Regions from separate parts of the Mus musculus genome. Here all the other regions are linked to region 4. A link is a contact called in public Hi-C, HiChIP or PLAC-seq and promoter capture Hi-C data. All regions are on one chromosome and are shown on one strand. Each heading gives the region's core, a stretch centred on a gene start, on an enhancer-like site or on the middle of the called end of the contact. The rest is flanking DNA. Distances are from core to core; before and after follow the strand shown.

Region 1 (3,883 bases), core at 777-3,276, 580 kb after region 4:
TTCCCTAGCTCCCACGGCACGCCCCCATCCACGCTAGGCCGCCCCCACCGAGTCCTCGTCGTCAGTCCTCCGTCTGTTCCTTCGAGGGCTGCTTGGCATCTCGCTCAGTCTTCCGCTGCTGCCGCCCCCTCCTTCTCCACCCTCGTCTGCTCCTCCTCTTCGGCTAGCCGCTCGGTGTCCGTAAGCTCCCCACGGAGGCCCTCCAAACAGCCCCTTGCCCTGGGCTGTTCCATCTTCCTGTTGGCCCCCCTCTTCCAACACTTAGCCCTCCTGATCGCACTAGCTGAACATCCAGTGGTAGACCTTTAGGGACGACCCTGCTTGCCCTCAGGCCCTTCTGAGTGTCTGTCCAGGGCTGGGGCTACATAGCTCCTTTCCATTCTTTGGGGGCAGCCTCTACTCCCAGGGCTGCCTGATTTCCCTAGACCACTAAGAGTGGGGAGTTCTTGAGGTACTGCGATTCTGCAGCTTATGGACATGGCCTTGGTTACCTGGGGCTCCTGGCTGGGGCCTGTGTACTGTAACCGCCTCCCCTGTTGGGGACTCGGAGCCTGTTTTCATCTCTGCAGCTCTTTCTAACCTCAGAGGTGTCCATCAAGCCCCTATCTCAACCGCAGGTGAGAGGGTTTTTCTGTTTTGGACTAGTTTTTCTCCATTTCTAACCACCTTCACCATATCCCTTGTAATAATGTTCAAGGACAAGCAAGCAATCTTGTATATATTTTTAATTTAATTTAATTTTTCTGTCATCTCTCCGCCTTCAAGCGTTATTCACCCACATACAAGGAAAACAGCCCCTGGTAGTTGGCTGATCAGCCTTTTGACATTGACGGAGTTACTGTCTGTACCCTCTTTAAATAAGCTGGGACAGGGTCAAGCGGATGGGGACATCTTTTGCAAAGGCTGGGCACCACAGGTCTCTTAGAATTGAGAACTGTCTTCTCAGAGCAGCTGGAGTGGGAGGGGAGCCTTGAGGTTGGAGAGGGTTGGGTTGCCCTCCAGGGCTCTGTGCATTCCATGTGTTTGGCATGTCTCCCTTGCTCTTGAACCAGAGGAGCAGTGTTCACTAGTCACCACCAGAGCCGGAGGGGGGGCTTGAGAGTGGGAGGGTGCTTCAGCAGCCAGGGTGGGAACTGAGGGGGTGGAAGGCCTGAAGAATTTGAGGTGGGGGGGACATGAAGGAATGGTCTAGAGACGCAGCCTACGGTAGGGGGAGAGGTAGGTAGAGGTGGTTACCAAGGATGCTAGTTAGCTCATGGGAGACACTGAATGGAGTCACATTAATAATGGCCAACTGTTACTTACCACTTCCAGGCTTGGTATTTTGCATGCATTGTTTGACTTGAAACTCATTTAATACTTTTTTTTTTTTTTAAGCAGTATGCCTTAGACTAGTCGCACAGCTCTGAAGTGACAGACCCATTTAGTTGTTAGATCTTACAATATCAGCTCCAGAGGCTCCTGGCACAGGCTACTACCATGTGGCTATCATCTGGTTTAGTTTCTTCTGACCCCTCAAAACTCCTTTAGGGTGCACACCCATTCCTATGTCACAGGCTTTTGCAGGTCCCTCCCTGACTGTCCTGGAAGGGGCAACCCCAGGGAGTTTTCCTCTCAGTTACACCCCCCACCCCACAAGCAATCAAGCCCAGTCTGTCCTCCCTGCCCATCCTGGGCCGGCTCCTCCTTCCCCTTGGCTAGGCCCTGGAAATCCAGTGGGAGGCCATTGCTATGGTAACAGGACTAGGCCCTGGCTTTACCTCATCAAATTCCAAGCTGAAGCCAAAACGATTGAGAAATTAAAGGGAAAAAAATGTATTCCAGATGCTTACTTTTTATTTCTTATGTCCCTGTGTTTGGATGAGACAGCTCTTGAGTGCTGGAGGGGGGCAGGGATGTGAAAGGAGAATGGGGGGGGGGTAGGGAGCCACTCCCAGCCGTGGAGGGAGGGAGGAGAATGGGAAGAGGGGGGCCGGCTGTGGGGCGGAGCCCCAGGTTGGGGAGGAGCGGGTTTTTCCCGTCCCATGAGGTGATTCCAGAGACTTGAGAGTTTCTGGCCTTCTTGCTCCGCTCAGAGTGGACACCTCTAGTGGGGCTCCCTGACCCGAGAGGGTTGCCTCAGGAGCTGTAAGTAGGGTATCACAGGACGGATCCTGGGGGTGGTGTGGGTGGAGGTGGCTCCCTCCTGTGCTGGATCACTGAGGTTCAGAGCCAAGGGTTGGAGAGTCGTGTCAAGAGTTGAGGATGTGGCTGTGGGAACCTTCCCGGCCTCCCCCTGGAGTTCGCTCTTCCTGTCCCACACTGCCTGGGTTAGAAATAGACTTCCTTGGCTAAGCCTGTTGCCTTTCTCAGCTTTCCCTTCTCCACCTCTCCCTTCCCTGGGTCTTCAGTCACTTCGGCCGGCTCACACTGCTTCCTATTTCTCAGGCAGGGTGTGCCCTATGTGATGAAAGGATCCACTCTCAGGGAAGGCACAGCCATGGCTTCCCCACTGCCCCAGGATATGGAGGAGGAGCTGGCGCCTGTTGGCTCCGAGCCAGGTACCAATGGGTGCTGGGTGCAGGGTGGGGCCGTTGGCTGGGAGGAGGGCCGGGGGTGGGGTGGAGGCTGCACCCCTCTTCCGTCCCGGCAGGTAGCTGGAGTGACAGTGGAGGTGAGAGGCAGTGAGTCTGAAATGAGTGCTCACGGGCCTTGGCATCTGGTGGGAGTGAGGTAGAGCCCCAGCCGGTATGGAAGCAGAGCCTTTGAGACAACTCCAGGGAGCCTTGGAGGAGGAGACACTGAGGCACAGAAGGAGAATGGAGTGCCCTTCTTTCTCCCTGTCTAGACTTTTTAAATGCTTAGCTGAATGAGTGGGTGATACAAGATTCTATTATAGAAGGTTGTGGCCGTGAGTAATTCCCAAGGTCTTTTATTTGGCATTACAATGCCTTATATAGAAGGTGGATTTCTGCCCTTGTTTTTTTTTTTTTTTTTTCCTTCTTCCTTCCTGTGGCAGATTTACTTCTGTTTGACATAGGTCAATAGAAAGCTTGCATTCCTGATAATGAACTGGATGACTGAGGTGGCAAGAGGAAGAGGTGCAGCAGGGTGTACAAGGGGAGCTCAGCTAGGGTCAAAACTTCACTATGGAAATGTGGTGTAAAGAAATAGGGCTCCATCGGGTTCCCAGGCTGACAGTATGGTGAGGCCAGGCAAGTGGGTATGCTTATCTGCTCCATTCATTCATTCGATAGGAACCTGTGTTAGGAGCAAAATAGGATGCTAGAGGGATAAGGGGTCAAAGCCCACGTTGTAGGAGTTTGGAGAAGGTAGGCTATATAATGGGATGTGAAAAACCAAGGAAGCCTTCCTGGAACAGGCGGTACTGACTTGCACCTAGAACGATGGGTTCCAAGGTTGGAGTGTGGAAGATTCGGTGCAGCAGGAGTCACAAGAATTTATGTCTCATGGTTCTTCTGACAGTTCCTAATGAATCCTTCCTTCCGAAGGTGACCCACGAGCCAAGCCCCCTGTCAAGCCCAAACCCCGGGGCTTGCCCAGCAAGCCAGCTCTGCCTGCCAAACCCAGCCTCCTGGTGCCTGTTGGGCCTCGCCCTCCTCGGGGTCCCCTGGCTGAGCTGCCTTCTGCCCGGAAGATGAACATGCTGGCAGGACCTCAGCCCTATGGGGTCAGCAAGCGTCCCCTCCCGTTTGCACCAAGGCCTTCAGCTGAAGCAACCGCTGGAGGAGACGTTACCCAAGAGTCTGGGAAGGAGGATGCTGGGAAAGAAGACTTGCCCCCTCTCACACCCCCAGCTCGGTGCGCTGCCCTGGGAGGTGTGAGGAAGGCCCCTGCCCCTTTCCGTCCCTCCTCTGAGCGGTTTGCAGCCTGTACAGTAGAA
Region 2 (3,837 bases), core at 381-2,880, 760 kb before region 4:
AGTTTGATCAGTCGCATTGACCAGTTGGCAATGACTGAGTCCCAGAAGCACTGTTACCTTCAGCCACACCTAGATTGCAGAGTTTGGGTTGTAAACTATTTTTATTTTATGTTTATGAGTGCTTTACTTGAATGTACATTTGTTCACTATGTGTGTGACTGAGACCCGCAGAAGCCAGAAGAGTTTGTTGGACCCCTGGAACTGGAGGTCCTGAGCCAGGATGTGGGTGCTGAGAACCAGGTCCTCTGCAAGAGACCTCTTAACCACTGAGCCAGCTCTCTAGCTCCTAGCATAGACTTTTCTTAAGAGGCTTGTCACAGTAAACATTATGTATAGATAGTGCATGCAAACATTAAACAGTAAGTGTGTATAGGTAGTGTGTATCTAGTTTTCCAGATCTATAAAGAGAGTTATGACAAGTATGTTGTTTTACCTGTCTTACTGTCTTGTGTTGTTCCACACCTACTAGGTTTTCCCTCATAGAACCTCAGGGTAGTTATCCTCTCAAGTCCTGCTCTCCACACTATGTCCCATTAGAGCTCACAGATAAAATACTCTAAATGTTAGTGGACGCCTGGAGGAATAAGATGTGGGCGTCCCGTGGTTGATGCCCTGTGGTTCCATGTAATCCAGGAAACCTGCTTACAGCACAGATTGTGTCTTCCCTCCTAATGTTCCAGAGCTTTCATGAACACATTTTAAAGTGGGGCCATGTTAGGGTTTGAATAGCCTCCCTTAGCTATGCCCTTTCAGTGCACTGAATATCCTGATTTAACTGTTTTTGTCTGGCTTCCAGAACCTGGAAAATGTAAAAAGTCCTAAAATTGGACTGTCTGAGTACTCCAGCCAATGGCACGAGGGACTCATGCCTCTCAGCAACTGTGGAAAAGGACTTTGCAGATCAAGTCACTCAACAAGAAAGGCAGCTGGGCCAGTGCAGTGACCAGTAGTAATTAATTGTATTTTGTCTCTAGTGTGAAAACGCAGTAGGACTGCAGTATCCTCTAAGCCAAGCTAGTTTCTCTGAATGATGTAAAGGAAATGAAAGCCTTGCTTTTGGAAAACAAAACAAAACCAAGTTGTAATAGTAACTAACACCAAGACATTCTCCCCCATCTCTCTGTCCCCCTCCCCAAGGCAACCTCCCTGGCCTCAGACCTTGGGACCAGTGAACTCTCCGGAGAGCTGTTTCCCAATAAACCTGCCTTTGTATACTTTAATTTTGCTTGAATTGGCTCATTTCACCAGCAGAGAAATAACCTATAAACCACCAGCCGCAGGACCAGTTACCAAGTCTTTCTTGGAAACAACCGTAAGAAGTCTGCAAGTGCAGGGTCAAAGGTGACTCAGAAGAGGTGACTGGCAAATCGTTTTGAGAGCGCTTAACTGTGTGTCCTTCTCTTGGTATCCCTTTCAGAAAATGTTTGCCCCATGGTATGTGAGGGCAAAATCAGTTTGAGATCTGTTTTTCCTACAAAGTCAGCCAGCTGAAACTGTGAGTGTGCCCGTGCCCTCTACCTCTAAGCACTGGTAATCTGCTCTTCCTTCCATGAAAGGCTCATAAGCATGTTCTTAAAATAGCCCACACGGCGAACAGCAGGGCAGTGTACAATGTCGTAGTAAAACAGTAACTATGACTGTAAACCTGTCACTGTTCCGAAATGCATTGAACCTTACAACTTCATAGCAATACAAACAAGCCTAATACCAGCCGTATTTCTTAAGTGAAGCTAGGACTCAGCGGGGAGGAATTTGACCAGGTCCCCTTGGTATACATAATAAAAAACCGGATGTGACTGAAACCAAGAGGTCAAATGAGAGGTTGAATAATGAGAGTAGCTAAGCTCCTGTCTATCTGAATTGAGTGTGGCTTTTGCCATGCTCTATACTGTAAAGTCTACTGCATAGATGTTTGCCGATAACGACCAGGCCATAAAGGATCCTACATTTAAGTATTAGCAGTGGGAAACGCATTAACTGTAGTTTTGTTCAGAAGGAACCAGTAGCTAAAGAGGTCTCTTTCTTTCTTTTTTGTAACTTGACTCGAAAGCTTTACATTAAATAACAATGAATCACTGAAGAATGGGATTTTCTGCCAGTCTTTCTGATTACTTAAAAAAGTTAAACACAGCCGGGTGTGGTGGCACACGCCTTTAATCCCAGCATTTGGGAGGCAGAGGCAGGCGGGTTTCTGAGTTCGAGGCCAGCCTGGTCTACAGAGTGAGTTCCAGGACAGCCAGAGCTACACAGAGAAGCCCTGTCTTGAAAAAAAATAAAGTTAAACACAGATCCGTACTCATTGATGGTGCTATCTCTACCCACATTTACTAATCTTCAGCAAAGAATGGCGGGCTTTAGGTATCTGAGTTGCATTTCTGTTACTGGGTTAAACCATGACCAAAAGCAATTTGAGGAGGAAGTGCTTTTAGTTCACAGGTTGGTTATGTGGGAACTCAAGACAGAAAAGCTGGAGCAGGAAATGAAGCAGAGACCAGTGAGAAAGGCAGCTTACTGGCTTGCTTTCTTCTGACATGCTCAGTCATTTCTTAGAAAACCCAGGACTACCTTCCAAGGAACTGCACCCCCCCCCCCATGGTGGACTTAAATCCTTCATTTTGGTCATTAAAGAAGAACCCTCCCCCCCCGGAACTGCACCCCCCCCCCATGGTGGACTTAAATCCTTCATTTTGGTCATTAAAGAAGAACCCCCCCCCCCCCCCCCCCCGAGCGGTGCCTGCTGGTCAGTCTGCTGGAGGCAATTCCTCAATTGAGATTCCTTGCTCTCAGGTGACTGTAACATGTGACAAGCTGACACTTAAATCAACCATCACAGCAGGAAAACAACTTCCGTGACTTTATTCCATACTCATTTCCAAGTTTACTTTGCTGCTTCGGCTACTTATTTAGGGATATGCAACCTCTTTCAATAATATTTATATACTTTTTTAAAAAGGCTTGGTAGAACTGATAAGCTGATATATCAATAATCACATCAGTAGCAAACACCAGACCAACACCTAAAAGAGATAAAAGATTACATTAAACAGTTTATTCTAGACTGCTATTTAGCCTGTGATTCTACACTCAATTTCCCTTCAAAGATCTATAGATCATCTCTTAGGACACACTAAGACAATAAGACCACCTTTGAGTGCCTGTTCTCTGAGCAATTAAGTTTATCTATTTGCATCCATTTATGTATTCACCTTTATTCTGAGTGATTATTGAGTGTACTAGCTTTATATAAGTGACTATAGTTTCTAGAAGCAGAGAGTAAATATTTTGTAAAGTCTGCATTATATAGGAAAAAGCCTCTGGGGGCGAGGAAGCTGAAGGGTAGTGTCTTAGTCAGGGTTTCTATTCCTGGACAAAGCATCATGACCTAGAAGCAAGTTGGGGAGGAAAGGGTTTATTCAGCTTATACTTCCATACTGCTGTTCATCACCAAGGAAGTCAGGACTGGAACTCAAGCAGGTCAGGAAGCAGGAGCTGATGCAGAGACCATGGAGGGATGTTCCTTACTGGCTTGCTTCCCCTGGCTTGCTTAGCCTGCTCTCTTATAGAACCAAGACTACCAGCCCAGAGATGGTCCCACCCACAAGGGGCCTTTCCCTCTTGATCACTAATTGAGAAAATGCCTTACAGCTGGATCTCATGGAGGCATTTTCTCAAGGCATTTTCCCAGTGATAACTCCAGCTTGTGTCAAGTTGACACACAAAACTAGCCAGTACAGGTAGGGACTGAGGCATGCTGGGAGAACCTTGAGGCAAGGTCCACTTCCGTAAGTTAAGTATGCACCTCAGTTGAGTCTGAATCCCAACACAGGTGAGGGAGAG
Region 3 (3,674 bases), core at 971-3,470, 660 kb before region 4:
AAAAGTCTGGTAAAGGAATATGCACTTACTTTAGGGTAAAGTCACTGTGTAAGATACACTGCAGATACTGGTTTGTTTGTTTGTTTCCAGACAGGGTTTCTCTGTGTAGCCCTGGCACTCCTGTAGCTCACTCTGTAGACCAGGCTGCCCTGGAACTCACAGAGATCCCCTTGCCACTGCCTCCTGCTGGGATTAAAGGCCTGTGCTACCACTACCTTCAGAGCTACTGTCAAGAGCAGCTCTGAGAACACAGGGAGAGAATGTTTGTAAATCCCTGTTATTTTATTTTATAGGAACATTTTTATATTCTTGACCACAGTCTTTCTCCACCACTGAGCAACCAGCCTGTTGTCTCCACAAAGATGGGAACACTGGGAGGGACAACCTTAAGAATGAGAAGGGCAGGGAGAAGAAAGGCAGCTCAAATGTTCTGCCAGCTTTAAAAAGGTGAAGAGTGCCGTGCAGCCAGATGAGACAGATTATGTGTAGAACTTCCCTCGTGCACTCCAAATACAAAACACTCCAGTTTGTTAAAGCCGAGGCCCTTCAGTGTAGCTTTATCCTTTAATCAGTTCCGACAGCTGATCTTGATAATGTCATAAGCCACCTAAGATCTCAATCAGGCAACTGAGACCTCCAGTCAGACATAGCCTACCTCGTCACCATCAACTTCCATCAACCATCTATCTCTGCTGACTCCAACCTTAAATACCAATTTCCCCTGTCTTTCCTCTTGTTTTTAGGATCATGCATTTTGTCACTTCTCATTTTTTGTTATTTGATTTTGTTTTATCACAAATGTCTCAAATGTGTCCATCTCTCTTCCCTGCCTTCCCTTCTCCAATCTGTCTTTCATGCTGATAGCAAAGTGACCCTCAAAAAAGAAAATTAAAAGCATGGTTGGTAGGTATCTCTCTCCCAATCAACCTCCAGAATGGTCTTTAGTGTAGATTTCTGCTTGCTTATATAGCATCCAAGGTTGCTGCATTTGCCATCTGTGAGATGCCAGAACAGTGCCTCACACAGTAAGCACAAGTGTCTGCTAGTTATTTTTAAACAGTTTAATAGTCTGCACTCACTGTAGAAAAGGATAAGTCCTCTGGTAACTGCTTTCCCAGCTTAAACTTTCCCAATACATTATGCTTTTATGCCTCTCTCTCTCTCTCTCTCTCTCTCTCTCTCTCTCTCTCTCTCACACACACACACACACACACACACACACACACACAAACGCACTTCCAGTTTTTCGACGACTTGGTATCTACTATTTCTGTGTGAATTTTTATTTTGTGCAGACTACCTTCCCCGGTGTCTTTCACAGACTTTACTTAATTTCTTTCAACTCTGTGTAAGCTCTAAATGCCTGTACTGCTTCTTCAGTTGCAACCACCACTGTGGACTATATTTTGCTTATATATTTATTGCCTTGCCCTAACAGGCAGTAAGTATTTGGAACGAAGGGATTCTATTTTACTTATTCTAAGCTCCTGATTAAAACGCACAGAGAACTCCTAGTTTATTATTTGTTAAATAAGACTTTTATTTGTTTGTTTGATTGTTTGTTTGTCTTGAGACAGGGTCTTTCTCTATAGTCCCTGGCTGTCCTAGAACTCCCTATGTAGAACAAAGTTGGTCTCAAATTACTAATACTTGCCTGCCTCTACCTCCTGAGTGCTAAAAATTAAAGGTGTGAGCCACCATATCTAGCAAGACATTAAAAAACAAAACAAATTAAAAAACCCTCCAAACACATGGAAAGTATAGGTTACAAATAGAAAAGGTGTAATTAGGAATAATTTATGATGAAGAAAGAAATTCTCATTTAAGCAGAAAAAAAAAAAAAAAAAGCCTGGAGAATATCAGTTTATCTTGTAAGTGGGCCAAGGGACAGCAGAGACTATTCCGTTAAAGGAACCTGGCTTTTGAACCACAGTTGTCTGATTGCTTTAGAAGGAAATTAATGTGCCACCTTTTTCTACCTCGGTGTCTAGTGGAAGGAATTTTATTCCACTCTACATTTTCCTGCTGCCTCGGTAAAGATTAAGGGCCAGAAACTCTTTCCTGTTAATCTCCGCCTAGCTAAACGCCTGGGCACCAGCATCACCTTGCAGAGCACTTGCTGGGTAGCCACAGGGCCCAGGCCCCCGCTCGCCCCTCCCGGCGGTCACGTGCGCGAGGATGCGAAAGCGGGCTCGCCATCCTCTTGCCGGCCCGCTCCTCCTCCTCCTGCCGAGGCTGTGCACCGCAGACGGCGCGAGGGGGAGCGAGCGAGCGGGCGCGGCCGGGTTCCGCAGCCCTGGCGCCCGCCGCCTCCCGCAGCCCCGCAATATGCCTCCGTGGCTCCCTGGCTCTTCGCCATGGCGAGGCTCTGCCGTCGCGTCCCCTGCGCCCTGCTCCTCGGCCTGGCCGCTGTGCTGCTGAAGGCGCGGCTGGTCCCCGCGGCCGCTAGAGCCGAACTCAGTCGCTCCGACCTCAGCCTCATCCAGCAGCAGCAGCAGCAGCAGCTGCAAGAGCAAAAGCAGCGGGAGGAGGCAGAGGAGGGGAGGCCGGAGGTGCCTGGGGCATCCTCTACTTTGGTGGCTCCAGGTACGTCTCGGTAGCCCAGCCCTGCTTTACTTCTTCTGTGCCAGCGATCGCATCAGGCTTCCCGGGATTCTTAGCTCCTTTCTCGTCTCCGCTTAGCCTATCTTTGCTGGTCTCAATTCCTTCGCGTCTTCCCAGGTTGCCCGTTCGGCCTTTAGCTCTTTGCTCGGGTGGGAAATCTTTCCCGCAGAGCACTGCAGTGGGCTTCAGAAGGGTCGGGGGCTGGGGGTGGGGTGGGGGTGGACGGTAAGGATGGTCAAGATGGGTGCCTGTTTCCACTATTCCACTAATCTTATTTTCCCTCTTCTTTCTACACACACACACACACACACACACACACACACACACACACACACACATACACACACACACACACACACACACACGCTCTCAAATCCCTTTAGCATTCTCTTCTCTATCCTCTCCTAGATACTGAGCAAACCGTCTTGCCATGTACACCCACACAGCGTTTGCACTGTTTCTCCCTGCCTGCTGTATTTAAATTTAGAACCGGGGAAGTGGGGGGGGGGGCGGGATCTCTATTTCTTTATATTTCTCTTCTTACCCCAGGAAAGATCCAAGGCGGCTTGCAAAAACAGGGAAAAAATGCATTTGCTACAATAAGATGAAAGAAAAAAAAATGAAACAGGAGTTTGTAGTTGAAGGAAGGGATGTGGGAGGGAGACAGGTAGCTTGGAGTGGTGTTTGGGTAGCATAACCAGCCCCTCCCCCTGAGGGGAATCTCCTTGTAGTGGAACTTAAATGAGCCATCTCTTGACTCATTCGGTAAAGGGTGATGAGATACGGGTGTAATTTATATGACCATCACAGTCCTCTATTTTCTGTTTCCCTCTCCCTCAGGTAAAGCTCTCCGAAGAGCAAAGAGCTGGGTTATCCGTTTAAATAGCTTTTACCCAGCCCACAATCCACTTAGTTACCTTTTACATTTTAAATTCTGTCTGGGCTTTGGGGGAAAAAAGGGGGGGGCTTTTTAAAAAATGAAAACAAAACACAACAACAACAACAAAACCCCACCAATTTTCTGGGTAGTGGGCTGAGGTTTCACAAACCCTAGATGAGTGAGTGTTATA
Region 4 (3,902 bases), core at 1,204-3,703:
GGAAAGAGCCTGAATTCATGCTGAGGTAGCCAATCTTGAAATATCCTGCCTCTGTGTTTTGAGTCCAAGTAAGAGGGGCTAATAACTGGCCCCATTAATTTAAGCTTCTAACTAGCATGGTTATTTTTCTTTTAGGAACAAAATATAACTAGGCAATTGTTGTTTGTGCTTTCATAAACAAGCTATTAATCAATTTGTAAAAACATTTTTAGTTAGAGGCCGTTGAAGGTGATGAGACAATTGATAATTGATACTATATAGTGCACAAGGCCTAGCCAAGTCTTCTTTTCTTTAACTGTGTTGCAAGCCAGTGAGATGCGGCAACCAGTAAAGGCACTTGTTACACAAATACTGCAGTCTAAATTAACCCACTGAACTTAGGCAGAGGAGGAAGGGGAGACTAAGTTGACCTGTTTTACTTTTTCAATTTTCCAAGGTAAGGATTCCCTGTGTAGCCTGGCTGCCCTAGAACTCCATAAACCAGACTGGCCTTGAACTCAGAGATCTGGCCACACCCAGTTGATTTTTTTTTTTCTTTTTTGGTTTTCCAAGACAGGATTTCTCTGTATACCTCTGGCTGGCTGTCCTGGAACTCACTCTGTAGACCAGGTCTGACTCGAACTCAGAAATCAGCCTGCCTCTGCCTCCCAAGTGCTGGGATTAAAGGCGTGTGCCACCACTGCCCAGCTGATCATATTTTTAAAGACTCCCCTGCTCAAAAATTAAGTATGGGGAGCAATGAAATAAACCATTTTGGACCCGAAGAATGAATATTAGAACATGAAGCAGTTTTAAAACAAACCAGAAATGAAAGCACACAAACACATGGCTCCTGGCTCTGGTTCATCATCTTCCTGAGAGACTGACCAATCCAATAGTGAATCTTGGCCTTAGTTTGACTTGGTCTTGACTTTAGTTACAGAGGGTGTAATTTTCTGGAGAATTGCTCAATATAAAATTCCCTGATGTCATAATATGTCCATATTTGAAACTGTGGCCATTTTAAGGATTATTTTTTTTTCTTTTAGGTACAAAGTAGTTGACAGAAATGGTTTTATAAAATAAATAAGGCTCCTCTTGGAATAAAGATGCTAAACTCTTTAGATCATGTGGCTCTAACCACTTATTCATAATATAAAAAGTAAAAGTGGACCGGGCGGTGGTGGCCGCACACCTTTAATCCCAGCACTTGGGGAGGCAGAGGCAGGCGGATCTCTGAGTTCGAGGCCAGCCTGGGTCTACAGATCGAGTTCCAGGACAGCCAGGGCTATACAGAGAGAAACCCTGTTTCAAAAAACAAAAGCAAAACACAAACAAAGTAAAAATGGAAATCACTTCATGGGGAAAAAAAAAAAAGAGAATACTCTTAAGTTGCGACAAAATAGCATGGACAAATTGAGATGTTAAAAACGATTAAAAAACTTTTATCGACAGTGTGGTTATTCAATGTGTACTGCTAGAGAAGAGGACATTCATAAGTATCTGAAATATTCTGGCATATTTTATAGTTAAACCAAGACTTAGAAGACTTAGAAACCAATCCGGGGGTGGGAGGGCATATCTGGACCACAACTTCATTTCTTATCGGTGGCTAGTCTCACTGTAGACCAGGCTGACTGAAACTTACAGACCCACCTCACTCTGCCTCAGAGGGCTAGGATTACAGGAGTGCCCCTGCATCTGGCCTTTCTTCTCAGTTTGAGGTTGTGATGAGAGCAAGGGATAACAACTAGTGAGGGTGGGCAGGCACCATAAAAGGGCATTTGTCAGAATGCCCCCGCAGGGCACCAAGAGTGCCAACGCAGAAGTCTGCTTCCTGCTTCTGTGCCATCTCCCGAATGAGCACCTCTGCCCAGAAGCGACGGTGACATCGTGACTGACACTGAGCAATGCACCTGGACACCTTGTAGTTGGGCCAACTGGACTGGCCAGCACACCTCCACCGCACCACCACCACCATCTCCCTTGGGTTTCTTACCTTGATGAGTCAGTAGTCCTTAAATGAGATCTGGAGATGAGGTCCCAAAATTATACCGTCTTCAGAAGAAATCCGGAGACAGGTCCCGAAAGTGATACAGTCTAAAAATAATAGTTTAGAGGGTCTTAATTGGGTTCCGTTTCTCTGGCAGTTAAAGAAATTAAAGGCAGGAAATTTCAGAAGAGCAATAGAGAGAAGTAGGAGTTAAAGGCAAGCATCTACTTAGGGTGGGGAACACACTCACGCGTCAGACACACGGAGAAAAAGATTCTCTGTAAAGGTTGCTCGGGAAGCCGAAAACCCCAGTCTCTTCTCTCGAGTCCTGAGGTTTTAAAGCATTCGAAGAGTCTTCCTCCCCCACTTCAGGGTTGGTCAGTTTGCCGTTGATTGGTCCGAAACTATGAAACTGTGAAACTATGTGTGACATGTCCTCATCAGGTCTTGACCTTGTTGAGCCAGTCCCTCAGTAAGGATTCTCCCCTGGAAGCTTTTGTGTCAAAGTCAATAGGTGAGGAAGCTAGCCATTATCTAGCCACGGCCCTCTCCCTATCTGGTGCCTACCAGGAAGTCTGTCAAACTTTTACCCTAATAGACAACAATACCCAGCTTCTGGTAACAGGAAAGAAGATGGGCGGCCACAGACTTCACCTGGAGCAAAGCACTGCCCCAGGCTCACCCGAGGCCTGGGTCCTGCCCAAACTGTGGACACTGTGGGATCCTATTCTGCCCTACTCTGCCTCTCTAAGGTAGTTTTCCCAAGTTCCACGGGAAAATCTCTTAGACCGTCTGGGTCTGGTGGCTGAGGGCTGATTGCTGCCCACTGTGGTTAACTGAAGACTTAACGCTGCCCTGTGTGTGTGGCTGCAAAACTCGGTTCACCTCTGCTCACAACAGATCACCATACTGACTGTTCAGGTGGCAGTTAAATCTGTCATTCTTAATTGGCCCAGAGGCCATTTGGTCTATACTTCCTGCTCAAATTTACCCTCAGACCTCTGGGGTGATGTTGACTGCGTGTTTTATCAGATTGGGAGCAGCAATCTGATAAATCTTAGCCTCTCACCTCAGGGACACAGCTGCTTAGTCAGACCGTTTCCTAAGGCCTTGCCTTCTCAGGGACACAGCTGCTTAGTCAGACCGTTTCCTAAGGCCTTGCCTTTTCCAGAGCTCAGGTCTCCAGCTGAGACAGGCAAGCTCACAGACACGTTTGCCTCGCTGACAGGCTTCCTGCTGAGAAAGATAAACTCACAAAAACAGATTTCAGTGTGAGAGCAAACTCAAGCCATCGTGTTGTTACTCAAAACTTGCTCTCTGCTGTTCCTTTATTCAAAAGAGCTTACTTTTTTGTGACTTTGTTCACTAATCAAACACCTATGCCTCAAAGTATTAGAGTTTTCCAGATTTTAAAAAAAAAAAAAAAGTTTAAAGTTTATGCAACTTGCCAAGGTCTGAGGAAGGGATTCAAAGTATGTGAAAATGATTTAAGGTGCGTGAAAAATGAGACTTTCAAGATGGTATACGATGTGAAGACTTCAGGGTTCACTCAGTGGAGTTCTGATGAATCTAGCCCTGGTAAAACACTGGCTACTAAACTTTTTAAAAACATCATAGTCACAGGCCCAAAATTGTTAATTTTCTTTAGTTGTTTTCTAAATAAAGGCACTTATCATTGTGAAAAAAACACCTCTGTTCTTTTGTTCTCTTCCCTGACAAGAAATCTCTGTCTTATTACAGATAAATAAATGTTCATGCTCCTATTATGCTAATAACTTTTCAAGCTTTGTTTTGCTAAGGCTCAAAGGTCTATTCCAACTGTTTACAGATTTTTGTTAACTGCTTTGCTACAATGAGTACTTCCTTGCAGAACACAGACAGTGGTCATTCTATCTAAACCTTTAACCTCTTTTTATATGCTTAAAACAGT

Evidence for each region. Promoter capture Hi-C pulls out the DNA fragments that hold promoters and counts their contacts. Hi-C and Micro-C count contacts between places; a contact is called where the count stands out from the background. HiChIP or PLAC-seq counts read pairs in DNA pulled down with a chosen protein or histone mark.
Region 1: a Hi-C map of embryonic stem cells shows a contact between it and region 4, with 6 times the contacts expected there. The contact joins the promoter of Tnks1bp1 here to the promoter of Tfpi in region 4. A contact is called at or near these places in 3 of 39 promoter capture datasets (cranial neural crest, neural stem cells and pre-B cells), 4 of 484 Hi-C or Micro-C datasets (CD8 T cells, Th1 cells, embryonic stem cells and 1 more), 3 of 115 datasets of contacts at active chromatin or transcription factors (embryonic stem cells and thymic regulatory T cells) and 2 of 9 other capture datasets (adipose tissue and liver).
Region 2: a FOXA1 HiChIP or PLAC-seq map of pancreatic cancer cells shows a contact between it and region 4. The contact joins the enhancer-like site here to the promoter of Tfpi in region 4. A contact is called at or near these places in 2 of 39 promoter capture datasets (both in liver) and 2 of 115 datasets of contacts at active chromatin or transcription factors (embryonic stem cells and pancreatic cancer cells).
Region 3: a contact with region 4 is called in a promoter capture Hi-C map of pre-B cells, with 5 times the contacts expected there. The contact joins the promoter of Fam171b here to the promoter of Tfpi in region 4. A contact is called at or near these places in 12 of 39 promoter capture datasets (the C10 cell line, the SN4741 cell line, cranial neural crest and 7 more), 1 of 115 datasets of contacts at active chromatin or transcription factors (embryonic stem cells) and 1 of 9 other capture datasets (liver).

The regions. Positions count from the first base shown.
Region 1 is chr2:85,048,434-85,052,316 of GRCm38.p6, forward strand. It overlaps Tnks1bp1 (tankyrase 1 binding protein 1), which reads left to right and starts at 2,027. Exons shown (of 12, transcript NM_001081260.2): 1 at 2,027-2,127; 2 at 2,428-2,540; 3 at 3,492-3,883. The coding sequence starts at 2,447.
Region 2 is chr2:83,708,616-83,712,452 of GRCm38.p6, forward strand. No RefSeq gene overlaps it. Among named protein-coding and RNA genes, the nearest start is that of Itgav, 14 kb to the right of the region's middle. Within about 2 kb of position 1,631, at least 60 of the 459 cell types and tissues checked have an H3K27ac peak or open chromatin away from gene starts, as enhancers often do. A contact at or near this core is called in embryonic stem cells, liver and pancreatic cancer cells, where this site is marked.
Region 3 is chr2:83,810,392-83,814,065 of GRCm38.p6, forward strand. It overlaps Fam171b (family with sequence similarity 171, member B), which reads left to right and starts at 2,221. Exons shown (of 8, transcript NM_175514.3): 1 at 2,221-2,586. The coding sequence starts at 2,358.
Region 4 is chr2:84,471,721-84,475,622 of GRCm38.p6, forward strand. Tfpi (tissue factor pathway inhibitor) reads right to left here and starts at 2,454. Exons shown (of 9, transcript NM_011576.1): 1 at 2,223-2,454; 2 at 1,979-2,079.